2 separate regions of the Sus scrofa genome follow, and region 2 is linked to region 1. Evidence: chromatin contacts called from public promoter capture Hi-C data. All regions are on one chromosome and are shown on one strand. The core of a region is the stretch at or near the end of the contact, and the rest is flanking DNA. Distances in the headings are between cores, read along the strand shown. Region 1 holds the start of SELENOP (selenoprotein P). Region 2 holds the start of HMGCS1 (3-hydroxy-3-methylglutaryl-CoA synthase 1).

Region 1 (6,667 bases), core at 2,379-4,878:
TAAGGGTACCTCCCTTTTTGTAACAGGAAGAGGGGGTGACCCAACCTTTAGAAACTTATCAATGGAGAAGGCTAGGACCTAAATTTGCATAACAACCTAACTCTTTTTTGCTGTGTTTTCCTCAGTAGCCTCCCATAACTGGCTCCCACGCCTCCCCGCACCTTCTTTTGCCATGTGGTATTTAAGGAGGTGGCTTGGGCCATTTCTGGGGGGTGATTCTTGTGTTACGGGGGATGGGGGGTGTGGTTTCCAGCCAAGAACGTAGAAGGGAGAGGGAAAATTGTTTTGCCTCCCCCACAAAAATTTCAACTGAGTAAATTTTACAGATGTTATTGGCTTTATTCAATGACTTATTGCACATCATTCTAATCTAGAGATAGAAAGGAACTCCAAGGAGCTGTACAGATGAAAGACTTTTATAAGCAGAAGGGAGCAAGAATGAGGAAGTTATATAGGAAACAAAAAAAGTGGATTGGTTTTGGAGGCTATTTGATGCCCTCATGCTGCTTGCATGTTGATGCCAAGGCCATGTCCTATGAGGCGCTGCAGGCACCGGCTCTGGTTTAGACCAGGCTTTTTTTCTTTTTCAAATTAATAACATCCTCTTTCAAACAAAAATTCTTCTGATGTCTGTTATTCTCTGAATGTGCTCAGTCCCTCATGAAATTTGGCACTTTGTAGAGTTTCCCCCTTAATTGCATTCATGTTTGATATGTCGAACAGTTTTCAGATCCGTGAACTTGTGAGCTTGAAGAAGAGCTCCCTTCAAAGCATATTTCACTTTCACGAATCTCAAAGGATTGCATTAGCCCTTATCTAATCCAAGCTGCTGATCTATGCCTTCCTCTAGCCATTGTTCTTATTTTGCTCGTTTGCTTTGAAAACTTCTTGCTTTTTCCTGGACACCCTCTGCATACTCAGTGGCTTAGCTGTCATATAGATGCTCAAGCAATATTATATTGGATGCAATGCATAAGATGAGATCTTGGGCACCTTTTGTACATGAGAGGGGAAGCAAGAATATTTAGGTCACCAAGCACCATTTCCCCAATATTGGAAGAGTCTTCATTTCCCTTTGCATGTAAAACAGCACCTAACGATCAAGCTAAGGGCGTTATTTATTTATTTTTTTGTCTTTTTGCCATTTCTTGGGCCGCTCCCGAGGCATATGGAGGTTCCTAGGCTAGGGGTCGAATTGGAGCTGTAGCTGTTGGCCAGAGCCACAGCAATGCAGGATCTGAGCTGTGTCTGCAACCTACACCACAGCTCACGGCAACACCAGATCTTCAACCCACTGAGTGAGGCCAGGGATCGAACTCGCAACTTCATGGTTCCTAGTCGGATTCGTTAACCACTGAGCCACGAGGGGAACTCCATAAGGGGGTTAATATTTTATATAGGTCCTCCATATAGTAATAACATGAACTTTTTAATAATTCACGATATTGCTGTTTTATAATTGTGAATATTTTGATGCCATATACTAGCTGCTGTAGCTAATAAACTGGTCTGTAAAATCACAATTCACAGCCCTTCTCTCTCTTGTCATGGACCCACAGATTCTTGGGGCCCTATTCTCCATGGAAATCACCCATGACCCATAAGAAGTTGAAAATTTTTTATTAAAAACATGGATAAAATATATGTTTAAACATAATGGGGAAAAAATGATGATGTGTGGAAGAAGGAGACGATACGAAAAAAAATGTAGGTGCTTGACTCCAGGGTTGGAAGTTGTGAGAGATGAGATCATTAGGATAAAGTTCAACGTGCTAGGATACAGTCAGTAATCTTAATGTTCATGTATGGTGGTGCCTGGAACAACCTCTCAGATTTTAATCATCCCTAAAAATGGAAACCAGAGAACGTTCTAGATAGTGCTGTGGTCAGATTTGCTGAGTGCTTTGGAGGTAGAGCGTAAAACCTAAGATAAAGTGCTATGTTGTGCCTAGAATAAGAACCTAATTCATGTTTAGTTTCGTTTGATTTAATGTAATTTGTTTTAGCACCCAGTGAAGGTTTGTTTGAAAATTCTGCTTTCTTAAGAATGCTGACTGGATCTGGACTGCCCCACACAAAAGAGGCTATTAGGAATGGATTCCTTTTAAACCTCACAAGCTCCCCATCTTCTCCTTTTGTCAGCTTAGGGTTTTAGAGGCACAGGGACCTGGACACACACAATCCTGGGCACTTCGTCTTGGAGCTAGCTACACACTTGGAGGGAATTCTTTGACACAGGAGGCAGCGGCTAAGCCTCAGGTAAAGGAAGGAGCTGATGGCCCAATACTTGATTTTCTGTTACAGATGGACCCAATGTGACTGTATAAATTTGTCAGGAAAATGAACCATAGGATCATCTGCTTTATACAATTCCCACCCCCCCACAAGATTCTTTTAAAAAGCAAGCTATGTATAGGTGTATTTTTTTTTCCTGGGGAAAAACTAAACATTTCACTGGATTCTCAAAGGGATCTGGGACCTCAAAAGGTTAAGATCAACTGCTTAGTGTGAGGAAATAGAATTTGGCTTTCAAATGCCAGGCTTCTACTTCGACAGTATGTTTCTTTATAGCATAGATAACCATCTGAGCCTCTTTGTACTTCCTGCATCTTGTACAATAGAACCCAGCTTGCAGCAATCAATAGGAGTTTGTTTGCACAAAAATGCATCCATAGTGAAAGCAAGGCTTACTTGAAAACCATCACCATCCAGGGCTGATATCATTTGACATTGCTCCTGCCCTTACGCATCACAGAGGGGGTATGTGTGTGCTCATTTGTAGCCATTGGTGGAAAGACTTTATCCACTTCTGAAAGAGAAGGAATTTTCAATTTTAGTTTTACATTTTGGAATTTCTATACCCGTTTCCTGTCTAGCCACTATCACAGCTAACTTGTATTTGTGTGGTATTTAAATTTGTAAAGTGTTTTTTTTTTTTTTTAATACTTAAAAAATTTCTGTCAGATCCATAAATCTTCCAGGGAGCAGGACTTCTGTGATGAGAAGAATGAGGCCTGGTTTCCCTCCCTATTTCCTTATTCATTTCCTCAAATGAAAAAGAAAGGAGCAGAGATACTGTGAGATTCCACAGAGATTCAGGTTTTAAACACTGCAAAATAATCCTAGCAGATCTGTACCAATAGGAGACAGGAAAGATTTGAAAGAGCAGATGACTTTTCTGACAAAGCTCACAGTTTGGGTTAGGCTAGCACCTGGCCACTACAAACAGAAGAAAAAAATTTTTTTTCTTTTTTTAAAGCGGCAGCTTAACTTGCTGGCTCAGCAAATGTTTTTCCCTATTATAGTTTGGAAAAGAGCATGACTTGGAGGCCTTCTTTACCCTTAGCCCTTCCTCCCGCCCCAGACTGTACCATTAAATCCTAGACACTGGGGTGACTGAAAAGGATAGGGAATAAAATTGTAATTGCCAAAAAACTTTCTCCCCATTTTATGCCTGGCAGTGCTTACTACTTTTTTAAAAAGTTGATTATAAGAATCATTTCAGGGGTTTGCTCTGCTTGCAAGGTCACCGCCTGAGCGGGCACTGAACTTTGGATTATGACTGAAGAGTGAGGTAAACAACAGGACTATAAATATCCAAGTTTCTGGCTGTGGCTTTGTGGAGCTGCCGAGCTGAGCAAAGAGAAAGGAAGCAAGCTAGTCGGAAGGGGTCGTGTAAGTAGGAACTTTGTGTTTTTCATGATTGATTCCTTGAGAGTTTGGTAAATAACTTGATTTTTGAGTCTGATAAAATGTTTCTGTCCTTAGAATAGATTTAAAAAAAAAAAGATTGGTAAAGAAAATAAAAGTAATACTGAAGAAAGAACAAAAGAGTCTAAACTCCGGCAGTGGGCACATTGACAATTCTTGCTAATTTTTGCCCTGCCTTCTGCACAGCTAAGGATGAAGATGGGGGCAATGGAGGCTGGAGAAATCGAACACTTTTACTTTGCAAAAAGTTGTGCTGTCTTACGGGCAATATTGTATGTTCACGCTTACGTATCTCCCACGAAAGGCAGAGTGAGAGCTTTAAGGGGAAAAATAGCCCATGGGTTTGAAGAGCAAGGACTGAAATATGGCCATTCCACAGTGCTGTAGAAACGTCCAGGGTATTGTGAGCAGTTTCGCATTAAAGAACAGCAGCAAAAGGGGAGGGCAGGTTTGGTTCACTGTGTGGAAATGATCACCCTGGAAAGAGTTAAACCTGTGTCAGAATCAGGTGGTCTGTGATTAAATGTGAGGTGGTTTTCAGGTGAGTGAGGTGGGACCCTCAGATGGGAGTCTGAAATTCAGGGGAAGAGGGTGGAAAAAGATTGTGCATACTTTGCCTTCTGATGGGGTATTTTAAACAAATGTAAGTCTGTATGTGGCCAACAAATCTAGGTTTTGTGATTGAAAGTGGTGAGATTAATGAAATTCACAACTACATTTTAATTGTTATTGCACTGCCTTCCAGGAAATCTAATTTTCTTATTTATTGTCACTATTTTATACAGCTGCCTGACAGCTGTAATCAATCAGAAGTTTATTATGTAAAAAATGAGCTCACGAAAACAAAGCCGAACAGCCTATTGATTCAGTGACAGGAAAATCTGAATATAATCCACTATCCTCTGCCAATGGCTTTAGTTATTTTTCATTAAAAAAAAAATGAGAAATACGTGATAGAACCTTTTCATTTATATTCACTATTCAGCCATTCGGAATGGTATACTGTATGGCAAAGTGACGGTGCCAAGTGTATTCCAGAAAGCAGAGAAATCTAGCCATTCTAGTAAGAAACAAAACATCTTGAATAATTTTGACATTCTCTTTGTCATCTTAGGGCAAAAATCCTGGCTCCTAGAGCTATTAAAAGTTGACCTGTCTAAAAACCGTAGCTAAGAGGTCTTGTTTTGGAATTAGCAGAACCGGTTTGAATCCAGTTTCTCCTGTGATTCAGTACTTGTGCGGACTTGGGCAAGATGCCTAAGCTCTCTCTCTTAGCTGTAATTTTCTCAATTGCAAAGGGGATAATTGTCACATAGATGCAAAGACTGACTGACATGATATTAAAAAGTGCTTAGTGCCATCAGCATGTCGTTCTATAAATGCTTAACAAATGGTAGCTATAATAAGGATAATTATGTCCTCAGTATAAGAACTATGCTAAGAAATTGCCTAGAGTTAGTCCAAACATGGCCTGTCCTTTTTTAAAACTAGAATTTTAAAGATATTAGAAGAGTTTGGATGGCCTTAATAAATCATTTAATTTATCCTCTCTTAAATTCCCCCCTCCCTCTTTATTTCTCTCCCTCTGGTTATGCTTTTATCAAGATACTCTATATAGCTAGGGGTTTTGTGGTGTCAAATAATGTGAAATGTAATCAGGTTTTAAAAAGTTTAACTATATCTACTAGTGCATTAGAGCCCAAATCAATCTGATTTTAGCCTTTCTATTTCCTCTTAATTCTGGGCTCAGTCTAAGTAACTTATTAACTGCCTATCCTCCCTCCACTGTTCTGTACCCTCCCCGCAAAAAACCACTTCTACTTTTTTTAAATATCCCAGATCTGTGCCTGAAGATGTGCCAACTTCTCAGATCTGGAATTTTGTTCTTATCTCTCCACACAGACTGTCATATCAAAATGAGCCTGATTAACTGATTAACTTGGTAGATCTCAAATAAAAATTAAATGTTTGCATAAAATGTGGGGATTTTTCTTTTTCTGCTCGTCTCTGCTGAAAGTATTCTTCTTTTCCCTACCGCCTGTCTATGGTTCCCTTGCTTTATTTGTACCTTTCTGCAGAGAGTGCTGGCCCTTATTTTGGGAATATTTCTCATCAGGTAGTTAACTTTAAGAGGGGTCATCTTTTTACCCAAGAAAATGCTATCTAGTCTCAGGAACTTCCTGAAAGTAGTGGTAGCCAGTAAGTAGGCAGTGTAGATTTCAGTGAGTCTTAAATGGTACAGGGGCCCGTGACTTGTAATACTTCTTTCTGGTCAGTCATTTTTCCATTGGTCCATCTTTGTCTTGGATGTGATAGCAACATTTTGGCAGGCATGACTTCTGAATCTCTTCATGTTAGCAGGCTGCCTTACTCTACCTCCTTTCTTCGTGGGTTTCCGTGCTGACTTTTCATTTCTGTACACAATCTCCTATTTACCCTTTCCTTTCTTAGATTAGAAGAACAGAAAGAAGAGAATAGAAAGAAGCAGTTAGAACTTGGTGTGTTTCAAATAAAAAATGTTTGCAGAATGCTTGGTTGTAGAGGCTACATTCTCAAAATTTTCCTAAACATGTATCTTCTCTTAGAGACATCCTTGGCTGCCTGTTCAGGCAGACCTCTGAAACATGCCTGCTAAAGTATCTTGCTAGGCCAGATAGTTAAGAGGTGTTCTGACAGCTTTCTTGCCTCTGGCTGACCTTTTCCCCTTTACAGGGAGATTTGATGCTAAGAGGCCCAACATAATGAACCCAACAACATAGAGATAGAAACCACTGGCTAGCTATTTGTAGAAAGTAGAATTATAGAAGTTTCTAGTTTTGACTGTGATGTCATCCATGAAAATACAGAAAGGTTTTCTCTTTTCCAGGACGACCCCAGCAATGTGGAGAGGCCTGGGGCTGGCCCTGGCTCTCTGTCTCCTCTCTTGGGGAGGAACAGAGAGCCAGGGGAAAAGCTC
Region 2 (7,304 bases), core at 540-3,039, 410 kb before region 1:
TTTAAAAGTTCACTTGAGATGTTCTATATTTAATTACTAATCCATTTTGTTGTCTGTTGCTTGACTTCCCAATAACCAAAAACCATGCTCACCTTGTTTCACTGGAGATTAATTTGATCAAAAAGACAATCTGAACCTGTGGGAATTTCCTGTTGTGCAAGATGATAATAAGACTATCTGGCTAATCATTTCGTATTTTGTACTCCTGGGGTTGGAACTGTTATCCCTTTCTAAGGACAAAGCCTTATCTTCTTTCTAGTGGTTGTCCTTAATACCTTTCAATGCATTTTAACATGCTAAGAATGTTTAAATCTGCCCTCAGAACTGGTGTTGGTCACAGTCAAGCAGTGTTTCTCTCTTTTTATCACCTACTTTACGAAGGTATTAATGATATTGATTCTGGAATAGAATGTCATGGGCAACGCTGTGGAGTATTACCATTATCAAGTGGTCCTCTCTCCCAAATAATTTATGCCACTACTTCATAGTGGCTCCATTACCAATATATTTTGCCACTTTCCTAAGAATGTCTCTTACTAGGTTAGTATCTATAGCGGATAATGAATTTCACATAATAGAAGTTGTGTGCTGCATAGAATCATCAAAGTCCTCTTATCAACTGCTTTTCTGGGTCATAATGAAACTGAGGAGGAGAGAGAGACAGAAACAACTCTGAACCTCTCATGGTCTCCCATCAAGACTAAGTACTACCATTTCTCTATCTGAGATGAGGCAGAGTCTAATTTAAGGCCATAATTGTCCTCCTTTGGATTCTCCCAGTGCTTGAGTGATTTCCTCCAGCTTGACATGCTCCTCTATATTTTCTGAGGAAACTAGGTAGTCAATACCCTGTGGACTTACTGAGAATTTGGGGCCCTTTTCCTTCTTTCAACAACCTTTTATTAGTCAAGTACCACATAAACTCAGAAGATAGTGAGAAATGGGCCAGATGGAGCCCATTCCCTCAGAGTGTATGGGCTAGCAAAAATCCCAGAATAAGGACCTACTCCCTGCTTAGGCAAGGCCCCTTACCCTCTTCACTGGTGTCTAACCCCAAACCATCACATTTTAGTTTTAATTAGGAAGAACTGTCCCAATAATACAGTTAAGGGAGTTTTGTATAGACGTGACACTACTGAGTATCTGCAAATCTGGTATTTAGAACCTGTTATGTAAATATTTGCCAATTTACAAATTTTAGTGACATATTCTGCTCCAACTTGTAATGCTGGAGCACTTGGCTGCTCTGGGAAACTAGAAAACGTTAAGATTGAACTAAAATCAAGTATTTCAGAAATCTTATAGGCGAATCCTAGCTCTGGTTGCTAGGCAACCTGACAGACTCGTCGACAAGGAAGACTTGCCTCCCTCACTTGACCATCTCGCCCCAGTGGTGGGACGCGAAGGTTTCATTGGCCCGCATCTCTACTCACACGGCTCCAATTGGGTGGAGAACCTCTCACTCCGCTCCTGTTGGTTCTCGCCGTGTCTCGCCGCTCTGTCATTGGTAGGCCGGCTCTCGGGCCACCACACGTCACTCTCTCACCCCACTTCCTTGCCCTCTGGCTTTGTCCCCGCCCCTTCCCCCGCCCTTGAAGCCACGAGGGAAAATCCCGCCTCTAGTTTCCTTTGGATTGGTTGAAGCTGGGTTGGGGGACGGGCGCTGCCAGGCTACTCTGCCCTCCGCGATTGGCTGCTGGAGCCACTGTCCCACCTCCCAGAGACTCCCGGCGGTGCCGGAGTCGGGTGGGTCGGCCACTATAAAGCTGGTGGCAGAGGGGAAGCGCCGCGTACTCCCCATCCGTTGGTCGTTATTTTTCCACGGCCACCGCCGGGTCACATTTGGGTGAGTGTCCCGCGCGGAGAAGGAGACTTGGGCTGCTGAGGCCCCGTGGGCACGGTGAGGGCTCCGCGGAGTCGGTGTCCTTGACTAGGCCCGAAGGAGCTCTGGCTCCGTCCGGGTCAGGGCTGAGGCTAGACCCGGCCCGGGAGGATGGGGAGCCGTGAGCGGAGGATGGGGAGCCGTGCCAAGTTGCGGAGGCCCACCGCGGCAGGTCCTAGGAGGGACCGGGGCCCACTGATGTGGGCAGGCGAGTCGCAGAGGGTAGAGGGCGTTGAGGGCTAGGGTTCTGATGACAGTCATTCAGGAGCTGGAGGTGCCAGAGAAGTGGCTGTGACCGCCTTGAGAGGATGGGAGGGGGGCACATGAGGGGGACGAGAAAGGAGATGGGTTGCGGCGAGGCAGTGGTGGGGGGGGTGGTCCTGGAGACTTGGCTTAGGGTGGACACAGAAGCATGGGGAAGATCACACTTGGAGGCTTGTAGGTTGGCAGGGGGTGTGTCCTCCTGGCATATTTACCGGGAGGAAGTGAGCTGGGTAGCATTACTCCTTCTCTAGCTCAGGTGCGACAGGGCATCACAACAGTGATTTTACCTGGCTGAGCACTTTGGGCTTTTGACTGCTTCGGCCTGTGCCTGCTTCAAATATAGCAGATTGCCGTCTGCCACGTTCTCGCCTACGTATTTTTAATGCCCATTAAAAACAAATAGGTTTCCTTGATGTTTCTTGTCTCCCTCCTGCTAATGACTTCAGGACTAGCCTGACTTGATAAGAAGTAAGGGGGAGGCACCTACAGAGTGTTCACGCACAATAGGTTTTGACTTAAACCAAGGACATTTCAAAGCTCAGTATATGGAGTCTTTGAAAAATGTGTGTCCTGCCCTGACTGGTGGTAGAGAAAGGATTACTCTGACCCAGCCTGGAGGAAAGATGTGGACAACAGGTAAAGTGGGGCTGTCCCAGCTGGTCGTGTTTGCCCTAGGACCTTGGTTTTAGCGCATCACAGGCTTCTTTGCTCACCTCAACTGAAGCTCTCCGCTCCCCACTCCCCACTCCCCGTGCTCTTGCCAACGGGCTGCAGGATGATGTGTTCTGCCTGCTGCTAAGTAGCATTCGCTCTATTCCAGGGATGAATCATGAAAAACAATGGAAAAATAAATGACAAAATTAAGACAAATGGAAGTGCTTGTATAGTTAGCAGATTTTTCCTTCTGAGGTGGAGTTTGGACTTTTATTGCATAGATTTCTATTAGAAGGCAAATTGAAAGTCCTTAGCCTGTATCGGTGCCAAATGGTTCTTTGTAGCTTGAGACGTCTAGGCAGTTTGTGTTCTTTATTTTTAAAAGTTCAGTTATTTTTGTGTGGATAAGGAGAGCAGGATAATGGTGTATCTTATGGGAAAGGAGAAAGACTTTCTTTTCTGTGTCTAAACTTTGTTGGTCTAAGTTTGTAAATCTGCCCTTTAATCGGTTTCAGTTTAGTTTGGTTTAGTTAGTAATGCCAGTTCTCAAAAAGTATTTCCAGTGGGGAGAGTTAAATGGATATTGTGTTTGGGACCATAGAAGGCCACGTCATCTATTGGGCTAATTCTGGGCCTCATTTTTTATTTTTATATTTTTATTTTTCTTAAATATTCCTCTAAGATGCTTTTACATCTTGTTTCTCTTAACTGTGTGATTGATTTTGAGATTTTTTTTTTGGCGGGGGGCACACTCTCGGTATAAGGAGGTTTCCAGGCTAGGGGTCTAATCGGAGCTATAGCCACTGGCCTACGCCACAGCCACAGCAACGCAGGATCCTTAACCCACTGAGAGAGGCCAGTTATCAAACCCCCATCCTCATGGGTACTAGGGGTTCATTAACTGCTGAGACATGACAGGACCTCCTTGAGATTTTAGATAACTTTTCTCACAGGAAATGCAGAACCCTGATATTGATGTGATGTGTGTTTCCTGGGTACCTTAGCATTAGTTAAAACAGGAATCCAGTGGACTGAATGCCAGGAGATTCGTTGGGGTTGTGGATGGGACACTCAGTGGGTTATATATCATAATTGCTATTTAGATTCATTTGGAAACAAATATAGCATCTTATAATTTTATGTTGGGTTATCAAACCAAATATCACAGACGGGTATGGTATTTTTGTTTCTCAAGAAGGTCGTATAGGGAGTTCCCGTCATGGCACAGTAGTTAACGAATCCGACTAGGAACCATGAGGTTGCGGGTTTGATCCCTGCCCTTGCTCAGTGGGTTAATGATCTGGAGTTGCTGTGAGCTGTGGTGTAGGTTGCAGATGCAGCTTGGATCCCGAGTTGCTGTGGCTCTGGCATAGGCCAGCGGCTACAGCTCTGATTCGACCCCTAGCCTGGGAACCTCCATATGCAGTAGGAGCCACCCTAGAAAAAGCAAAAAGACAAAAAAGAAAAAAAAAAAAAAAAAAAAAAAGAAGGTGGTATAGATTAAAAACATGTTGCCCAATCTAGTGGGTGGGTATAGGACTCAATTTTTTTTTAAATTGTGGAGTCGTGAAAACTTTATAGATGGGCTCAATTCCTAAATAATCCATTCAACCAAATGCTTGGCTTGTGGTGATACCCACTTACTGTCTGTTAACTGGGTATAGTAAGAGCAGTAGAAGAGAAGCTAAGCTTTCAAAGCTGACAGCCTTCATCTTTGCAGAGTCTGTGGTTGGGGATGTGTGTGTGTGTGGGAATGATTTTACACAGATGTTCTCTTCAGGTTCCATTTGAACTTATATTTTTCAGGGAACAGTTGAAACTTAGACATTTGCTGTGAAAAGCAGCAGTAGAAAGCCAGTTTTCTTAAACTTTTGGATACGATTTGGTGCTGCAGCTCTTTTTTTTTTTTTTTTTTTTTAGGGCCCCACCCATGGCATATGGAAGTTCTCACGCTAGGGGTTGAATCTGAGCTGCAGCTGCCTGCCCATGGCCCCAACCACAGCAACGCGGGTTCCCAGCCGCCTCTGCGATGCACACACCACAGCTCAGGTTAACGCTGGATCTTTAACCCACTGAGCAAGGCCCGGATCAAACCCAGCCCCTCATCGATACTAGTCGGGTTCGTTACCTCTGAGCCACAAAGGGAACTCTGGTGCTGCAGTTTGTCTTAAAAGTGAGAATGAAAAGAACAAGGGAGTTCAAAAGAATCAAAATACAGCCCTTCTCCCATAAGGAGTCTAAGAATCCAATATGGTTACGAAGATTGTTTTCCATTGAGAATAGCATATGAAGTCATTGGTGTCAGTGTGAATGACATACCTGTAGGAGTGCAGGACTCTGATCAGAAAACCCTAGGAAGCCTTTCTGGAAGAGGGAGCTTAGAACAGAACCTTGAAATATGAGTAGAATCTCTGATAAGCAGACCAGTAACTCTGAGGGGAGGCAGGAATGTCCGTGTTTTTTCCTTAAGAGAACGAGGCTAGAGTTGGGCAAGGCTTTTCTTAGAGTTTTGCTTGCTTGCTCCTTAGGAGGAAACGTTTCCAGCTCATTTTCAATTAAAAAGGTTTCTCGGATTTCTCTCCTGTAATAGTGAAAAAGATCAGCAGTAACTGCTTAAGGTTTATCATGTACTAGAATGTGTACTGGATGAATTTCTCCCACTATTTATTGAATCAAGGCTGAGGAGAGAGGAGGAATTCAGAACACTGAACGAACTCCAGGAGAAAGTTGGTTGGGCTAGGCAGTCTCAACATTCGGTTTTTCAGCTCAGGAATCTCCAAATGTGCTTTATGGTAACCTGCCCAGCCCAGCTGTTTGTGATTCTCACTTGCTCTGAAAAGACCCCCGTCTGTTAGAAATAAGCTAATGACCTGCCTGAGACTTGGTCAGGATAGCGAACTCTTCAAGCAATTACAGAAGAGAATGGAAAGCCTAATCCTTTTCTGATTGATTCTGCCCCAAAGTGGCACGTATTGCCTCCATTTCCTTTCCTGAACTCTAGGCGTTTTTCCTGAGACCTTAAGTAGCGTGGAAGTTCTCTGTGAATCTTCTTTTTTTTGCTTCGCTTTCTTTTGTGCACTGGAGTTCTCTCCCTCTCTTTCCACCCCTCCTCCCTGCTCCCCCTTTCTCTGTGCCTTCCCACCTAACCTCCCTCCCCAATTTTAGATAATCAAAATTGAAAGAGGGAATTTTGGCAGTTCATGAGAAATTTCCTTGATGAAAATAGTGCCAAATACATATACATACATGGTTTCAGGAAGAAATATTACTAAGTTATTCAAATAGTCTCAACATTTAAGAGAAGAAGGAATCAAGTTTTTCCCACCAGTGAGAACTGGCCCTCACAGAATGTTTAATTTGTAGCTTACAAAAGCATAATTTGAGATAATCAACCACAAAAAAAGTTATTTTCTCAGCATATATACATCATCCTGTAATCAAAGAGATTTTTGAATATAGTAGTCTTATCTTTTTCCATAAAACTCAGGATTGATTTATGGCAGGGGAGTAAACCTAATGAAGTAAAAGGAATTAAATCTATAAGCTCTTAAATGATCTAATTGTGAAAAAGAAGTAAAGCTTTACCAAGTAGCATCTAAGAGTAGTCTCTAGTTAATCAGGCAAGGGCAGATGCTGTATTTGCCAACAATTAAATAGAGAGCAAAAGTAATTGTGCTTGAGTTAAACAGGCACTGTTGTCTCAAGTAACAGTCTTTCAGAACAGATAGACTGAGGAAAATGCTCCAAAGTCCCCTTCCATTTTGTCTCTACATAATATAAAAGATGATAAAGCATAAGGCTCCTTGGTCTTAATATCTAATACCTTTTTTTTTTTTTTTGTCTGTTGGACTTTTTAGGGCCGCACCTGTGGCAGATGGAGGTTCCCAGGCTAGGGGTCTAATCGGAGCTGTAGCCACCAGCCTACGCCAGAGCCACAGCAACACCAGATCTGAGCCACGTCTGCAACCTACACCACAGCTCACAGCAATGCCGGATCCTGAACCCACTGAGCAGGGCCAGGGATCGAACCCACAACCTCATGGTTCCTAGTCGGATTTGTTTCCACTGTGCCATGACAGGAACTCCAAAATACCTATTTTTTTAAACACAGGAACTAAGAGGAGAATCACTTTCTAAAAGGTTGATGTGGGTGAAAATGACCATGTTAAAAACTAGGACATAAGATTAAACACATGAAGATAATCAGGTCTTGCTAGAAAAATACGCATTTTGTTTGAAAATTTCTAAATATTAGGATAGTCAGTGTCTTGGTGCCTTATATTACAAAGCATTATTCACATATTTTATCTTCTCAGCTATCCTTCACAATGAACAGGGAGGGCAGGTATTAGCTCCATTTTACAGATGAGGAAATTAAAATTCAAAGGGGCACAAATTGTTGTTAAAGCCACAAGTTCCTAAGTGCAGAGCAAGCTCTGAATGTATGTCTCTACTCCAGAAATTTGTTAGCCTAATACAGCTTATTTATATTCCTTTCCTCAAT

The links. Promoter capture Hi-C pulls out the DNA fragments that hold promoters and counts their contacts.
Region 2: a promoter capture Hi-C map of liver shows a contact between it and region 1, with 4 times the contacts expected there. The contact joins the promoter of HMGCS1 here to the promoter of SELENOP in region 1. A contact is called at or near these places in 1 of 5 promoter capture datasets (liver) and 1 of 2 datasets of contacts at active chromatin or transcription factors (skeletal muscle).

The regions. Positions count from the first base shown.
Region 1 is chr16:27,544,824-27,551,490 of Sscrofa11.1, reverse strand. SELENOP (selenoprotein P) reads left to right here and starts at 3,628. Exons shown (of 5, transcript NM_001134823.1): 1 at 3,628-3,675; 2 at 6,578-6,667. The coding sequence starts at 6,591.
Region 2 is chr16:27,951,681-27,958,984 of Sscrofa11.1, reverse strand. It overlaps HMGCS1 (3-hydroxy-3-methylglutaryl-CoA synthase 1), which reads left to right and starts at 1,789. Exons shown (of 11, transcript NM_001252215.1): 1 at 1,789-1,846. LOC106508153 (a long non-coding RNA gene) reads right to left here and starts at 1,556. Exons shown (of 3, transcript XR_001304747.2): 1 at 1,434-1,556.